2 separate regions of the Canis lupus genome follow, and region 1 is linked to region 2. A link is a contact called in public Hi-C data. All regions are on one chromosome and are shown on one strand. Each heading gives the region's core, a stretch centred on a gene start, on an enhancer-like site or on the middle of the called end of the contact. The rest is flanking DNA. Distances are from core to core; before and after follow the strand shown. Region 1 holds the start of PLCB1 (1-phosphatidylinositol 4,5-bisphosphate phosphodiesterase beta-1). Region 2 overlaps PLCB1 (1-phosphatidylinositol 4,5-bisphosphate phosphodiesterase beta-1).

The links. A called contact is a pair of places that touch in the nucleus more often than the background predicts.
Region 1: a Hi-C map of blood shows a contact between it and region 2, with 8 times the contacts expected there. The contact joins the promoter of PLCB1 here to the enhancer-like site in region 2. A contact is called at or near these places in 4 of 9 Hi-C or Micro-C datasets (amygdala, blood and liver).

Annotation. Positions count from the first base shown.
Region 1 is chr24:14,461,664-14,464,363 of UU_Cfam_GSD_1.0, reverse strand. PLCB1 (1-phosphatidylinositol 4,5-bisphosphate phosphodiesterase beta-1) reads left to right here and starts at 1,327. Exons shown (of 32, transcript XM_038571644.1): 1 at 1,327-1,516. The coding sequence starts at 1,418. It overlaps LOC111092175 (a long non-coding RNA gene), which reads right to left and starts at 2,153. Exons shown (of 5, transcript XR_005377606.1): 1 at 1,920-2,153.
Region 2 is chr24:14,305,334-14,308,132 of UU_Cfam_GSD_1.0, reverse strand. All of the region lies in intron 2 of PLCB1 (1-phosphatidylinositol 4,5-bisphosphate phosphodiesterase beta-1), which reads left to right. Among named protein-coding and RNA genes, the nearest start is that of PLCB1, 160 kb to the left of the region's middle. Within about 2 kb of position 1,407, at least 2 of the 20 cell types and tissues checked have an H3K27ac peak or open chromatin away from gene starts, as enhancers often do.

The DNA of each region.
Region 1 (2,700 bases), core at 78-2,577, 160 kb before region 2:
AACATATGTTTTCATTTCTCTTGGGAAAGTCCTGGGTATTATGATAAGTAAATGTTTAACTTTTCATAAGAAACTGCTTCAAAATGGCTTTACCATTTCATACTCTCTCCAGCAAAGGATGGGAGTTCCAGTTACCCTATATCCTCTCAAACACTGGTATTGGCGATCTTAAATTTCACCTATCCTTGTGGAGGGTATCTCTCTTTCTCTCTTTTTCTAAGAAATGAGAAATGTTTGTTGAATGGAGACAAACATTCTTAGATTCGTGTTATTGAATGAGCAAGTTTTCTATCCGTGAGACATCGTTCTCCGTTGTCTCTCTTTCCCTCTGTCCGTCTCTCTGTCCCTCTCTCTCTCACACACACACCACGTGCAGAGAAGAGGGGGCCTTCTGTCTCCATGGGAAGCAAAGCCATTGTCTCTCTTGGGATGGGCTTGCTTTCTCCAAAGCACGACTTCACCGCATGCCCCTGCTTCAAGGCCAGCGCGCTGCAAACTCTCAGGCGCCCCGAGGTTTCCCCAAAGAGCCCTCACGCCGCCTCTCAACTGCTCTCTTCCCCACCGATAGGTCCTATTCGCAAAGAGCTGGGCTGTGGCCGGCGCTGGAGAGCTCCAGCGAGGGGGCTGCCTCTCGGGGCCCTCCCGACCTCCCCCATTCTCCAGCCGGTTTGGATCCGGAGACGCGTCAGGCTCCGGCGCGAGTTCCGCGCCAAGCCCCAGGGGACGCGCGGCTCCAGGGCACCCCGGGCGCCCCAGCCACCGCGGCACGGGGCATGCTCAGAGGGCGCGGGCGGCGCCGGCGTCGGCTGCAGTGGGGCCCGGGCGCCGGGAGGTGCCGCTGCGTCCCCGCTTCCCGGCGCCTGACCCAGCGCGCAAAGTTGGGCTGGAAGCCGCCGGGGGAAGGAGGGAGCGAGCCAGCGAGGGTGGCGGGGAAGCGGGGCGGGAGGAGGCGGGAGGAGGGGAAGGAGCGAGTGGGGGGGGCGCCGAGCGTGTGTCACTCGCGCTCTCCCTCTGTGTGTAGAGGATGTGCTGAATGGTGCGCCTCGAGGCGGCGGCGGCGGCGGCGGCGGCGGCGGAGGAGCAGGACCCGGCGGCAGCTGGCAGCGTCGGCCGCCCGGCTCGGCTTCCCTTCGCCTTCGCCCTCCGAGGCCCCGCAGCCCCCGCGGGCGCCCGACCCCGCGTCCCGCCCGGGGCATGGCCCGGCGCCTGGCCCCCGCGCGCCCCGCCTGCTGAGCCGCGCGGAGGAGGTGCGGAGGCCGGGAGGCCGGGAGGCCGGGGGAGGCCGGGGGAGGCCGGGGGAGGCCGGCGGGGGAGCAGAGCCGAGCGCCGCGGAGCCGAGAAAGGAGCCCGCGCCCCGCGCCCCGCGCCCCGTCCCTGCCGCGCTCGCCCGGGCCGCCCGGAGCCCCGATGAGCCCAGATGGCCGGGGCTCAGCCCGGAGTGCACGCTTTGCAACTCAAGCCCGTGTGCGTGTCCGACAGCCTCAAGAAGGGCACCAAATTCGTCAAGTGGGATGATGTAAGTCGGGGCGGCGGGCTGGGGGCGCCGGCGGGGCGCGGGGCGTGGGGGTGGGGGTGGGGCGAGGGGCGCGTTATGCAATGGGTGCAGCGGCTCCGGCCGGGGCGGCCTCGGGGCGCGCGGGGTGGCCCCTGCCGGGCGGCGGGCGGCGGGCGGCGGGCGGAGAGCGGCGGCTTGGCGCGCTCCTGCGCCCGGCGGGGTCCGGGGCGGCCCTCTCTGCGGGGGCTGGCCGGCGCCCCCTGAGGGTCTTCAGGCCTTGGGGCCCGAGGAGCGGGAGGGGCGGGCTTTGCCCGGCGACGGCCTGAGAGTTTGGAAAGTGTGAAGTTGGGACCAGCTGGGGAGCGCTGGGGTGTGACCGAGACGCGCCCCTCCCCGCCCGCGGCGCACCCCCCCCCCCCATTACCTGCTCCGCGCGTCCCAGGAAGGACCGGCCTCCGGGTCCGAAGCCGTGGGGTGACTGCTCCCGACCCTCCCGCGCTCCGATGGGAGCCCACGCGGCAGAGGACGCAGCGGTCCAGCCGACAGGTGGTCGCTGATGCCAAACTTGCGCGCCTGGCTCCGGAGCGAGGGGCCTTGGGAGTGGCCGGCGAGGGCACGGATGAGGAGCGCCAGAGGGCGGCGGGGGGCCCCGCGGGGGTCCGGGGGTGTGCAGCGGGCCTGCGGGCAATGGAGAGGGCTCCCCTTTTGAGAACTGAGCTGGCTGGAGTCTTCAGCTGGGAGCAGACCCGGCAAGGCGTCCCCCCCACAGTTTGTGGACATCTTTTGCCAAGTGGGGCAGAGCTTAACCCAGAGCCGGACCTCCAGGTTTCACTTGAGCCCTGGACCCCAAGACTTCAAGCGACGCCCCCCCCACCCCCCGCCCCACATTGGCTTCAAACACTTACATTTATAATTGCTGAAAACATGGGAATCGTCAGATGGAGGACATTATCATATCAGTTTTCATGTCCTGGGTGTCATTCAAAAGGTTTGATAAGAGCGACCCACCGGGATAAACCTGAGCTGTCAGGATCTAGAGAAATGTAGGTCTACACATCTCTTAAACCGGAGGAATTATAGGGGAATAAGGTGTTCTTCTTGCTGAAAAGATTTTCCACCTAGTAAATTATAGCCTGTTATCCCCCAGGGTATTTTTCTCTAATCTTCTTAAGCCATTTTCCAGTGTCTGAAAACAATTTAAATAT
Region 2 (2,799 bases), core at 158-2,657:
AATACAATTGGGTACAATTGCAGGGATTCAAGGGGAATCTGAATCTTTTGAAAAAAAAAAAAAAAAGGTGTTCAGAATGATGGTAAGAGAGCATCCACTGCTTTACCAAGACTGCCATTATGCATTCCTTCCTGTCCTCCACACACCAGACAAATGGAGCTCCTGCTGCTGCTGGATCATGATGCCCATTCATCCTGCTGCTCATGCTGTTTCCACCATCTGGAATACCCTCCTGTACCTTTCCTGCCATTCGAGTCTACTCAACGTCTAGATATCACATATTATTGAAATTTAAAATGGGCATACCCTTTGACCCAGTACGTTTGCCTTGAATGATTTATTCTAAGTATATAATTGGAACTGTGCTTTGTGATTGCATGGCAACACTCCAGAACATTAGCAGTATTTATGTCATCTCCAGGAGTTGGAATTTGGAGGTCAAGACTGTGGTATTGTCATCAGATTACCTAGATTTGAATCCTGGCGCCATCATCGGTGGCTATCTGAAATCACTTGGTTACATAACTTAACCTTTTTTCCTCAACTGTCTCATACATAAAATGGATAATAATACTAGCAACTACCTACTAAGCACGTAGGGAAGACTAAAAGTCTTATTAAGGTGTGATGTACCTTAAATCGTGTCCAGTACCCAAGAAGAACTCAATGCATGTAAGCCCTTTTTGTTTTCCTATATGTTCTCATTATCTGTGGATTTTTCTTCTTTTTTTCTTGCATAGTTGCTGCTAATACCAGAGTTAGACTCTCTTCTTTGTATTCTCTGCAATCTTTTACCTGGTGCTTTATTTAGCTAGCATAGATGTTCAATGAATTACTGGTAACTTGTCAGGAAAGATACTGTAGATTCTTAACTAATTTCTTTCAAGGGAAGCCTTGCCAACTCTTTAATTTGGGGAGCTACTCCTCTTTCATGATAGCATCTACAGATGTCATGACAGCTATTCAAGACCCTGGCAACTTGATAATATGACTCAGAGAGGTGGCTACTTTAAATCAGCTATGAGTCCAATTGTTTAAATAGACTTAATTGGGTCAGAATTAACCTCTTAATTGTATTCTATCTAATGTCAGGAGCCAGTGTTGTGCTTTAGGTAGTTAAAACTTTGGCTTTCAATTAGACATTTAATAACAACGCATTGCATTTTCTCATTGTGTGTTCCCAGTACAACTATTTAGCTTTTCTTTCCCTGTGTTTAAAGAGCATTTTAATCACTGCTGCTGATGGAAGTTGCTTGTTGCATGCCCTAATGTTGCTTTCCATTTTTAACCTTTTAAATGTATTTTTTAAAAGATTTTATTTGAGAGAGAGAGAGAGAGAGAACACTAGCATGGCAGGGGGACACAAGGGGAGGGAGAAGCAGAACCCCACTGAGCAGGGAGCCTGACTGGGAGCTCAAACCCAGGATTTCAGGATTCCAGGATCATGACCTGAACCAAAGGCAGATGCTTAACTGACTGAGCCATCCAGGCTCCCCATTAAATTTATTTTTTAACATGTCTTTTTATCCACATACAAACTCTGTTAGAAGACTGATTGCTTCTGTCTTCTTTTTTGATTAAAAACTAAGGTATTAAAAAAAAAAACTAAGGTATTATTTTTTTCCACTGAAAAACAGTTTCATTTACTAAATATCCTCTTGTGTCATTAATATAGCATCTAGACATTGCAGACTATAGAGGACAGTGATGGTATAATAAGATTAAAATGTAAACAGACAAATAGAATTATAAAAAATTACACTGGTTGCACTGCTATGCTGTGAGGTAGGGAATCTACTCCAAGGCTGCTTGTACTAGGAGAGGGTTAGTGGCTTTTACTAGGAGAAGGAATAGAGGTGAGAAATAGCCTTTTCCTGGAAAGGTAGGATTGATTCCATCTTAACATCCTGTGTGCATCCCTGAAATAGAAGACCTGCTGCCATGAGCAGCTCCTGAAAACATGAGAAGAGCATCTAGGTTGAAAGGTGTCCTGTTTCCTCTTTGTCACATTACTCTTTATATAGATCTGGGGTTTCAGAGTCAAGGTCATGATTTTATCTCCTCAGTTGTTTTGTCTCTGGGCCCCATTTGCCTTTACGGCAAAGGGAGCTGCTAGTTCTTGCACTAATGGAAGAGCTGTACTTTCCCTCCTAAGTAGATGGAAGCTAGAAGAATACCACAAATCTGGATAGAGATTTTAAAAAGAAGTTGGGAGAGAAACAAGAGAAATTCACGGGTGAGAAATAATCAACTTTTTACTATCCTTCTTATACATGGTGCATTGCTTCTTTTATAAAAGGACCAGAGAAGCAAAATATGAAGAGAGTAATTTTTAAATCTCCAGTGAAAATACTAATTTTTCCCCTTCAAATTGGCCTTTTATGTCCAGTCCTAGGTAGACTTTTTTTTTTTTTCCTGGCAAAATCAGCAGGAACTTCCAGGTGGCTGAAATCCACCCTGTGCATTGTTGCCGAGAACATTTATAGCACATTGTTCAGAACAGAATAGCTGAGAGCGACAGGGGGCTCTTCAAATGTGCCTCATCGAGCCCCAAATTGGAGACATGTTTTTGTCATTTCAAAGTTTCGACAGTAGGGTCCAGGATTCAAAGCAAATACCAGCTCCTGCTGAACACAAGCCTTAATTAATTTCCAGCAGGAGATGAGTGATTGCCAATAAGCCATGAATTAAAATGGAACAGTGCACCAAAGGCCAGGTTCTCATCTCAAATGAATAGCATTTCTTGCTGTTTTCTTGAAAGATCATCTCAGACTGAGAGGCAAGCAAGCTCCTGAGCCA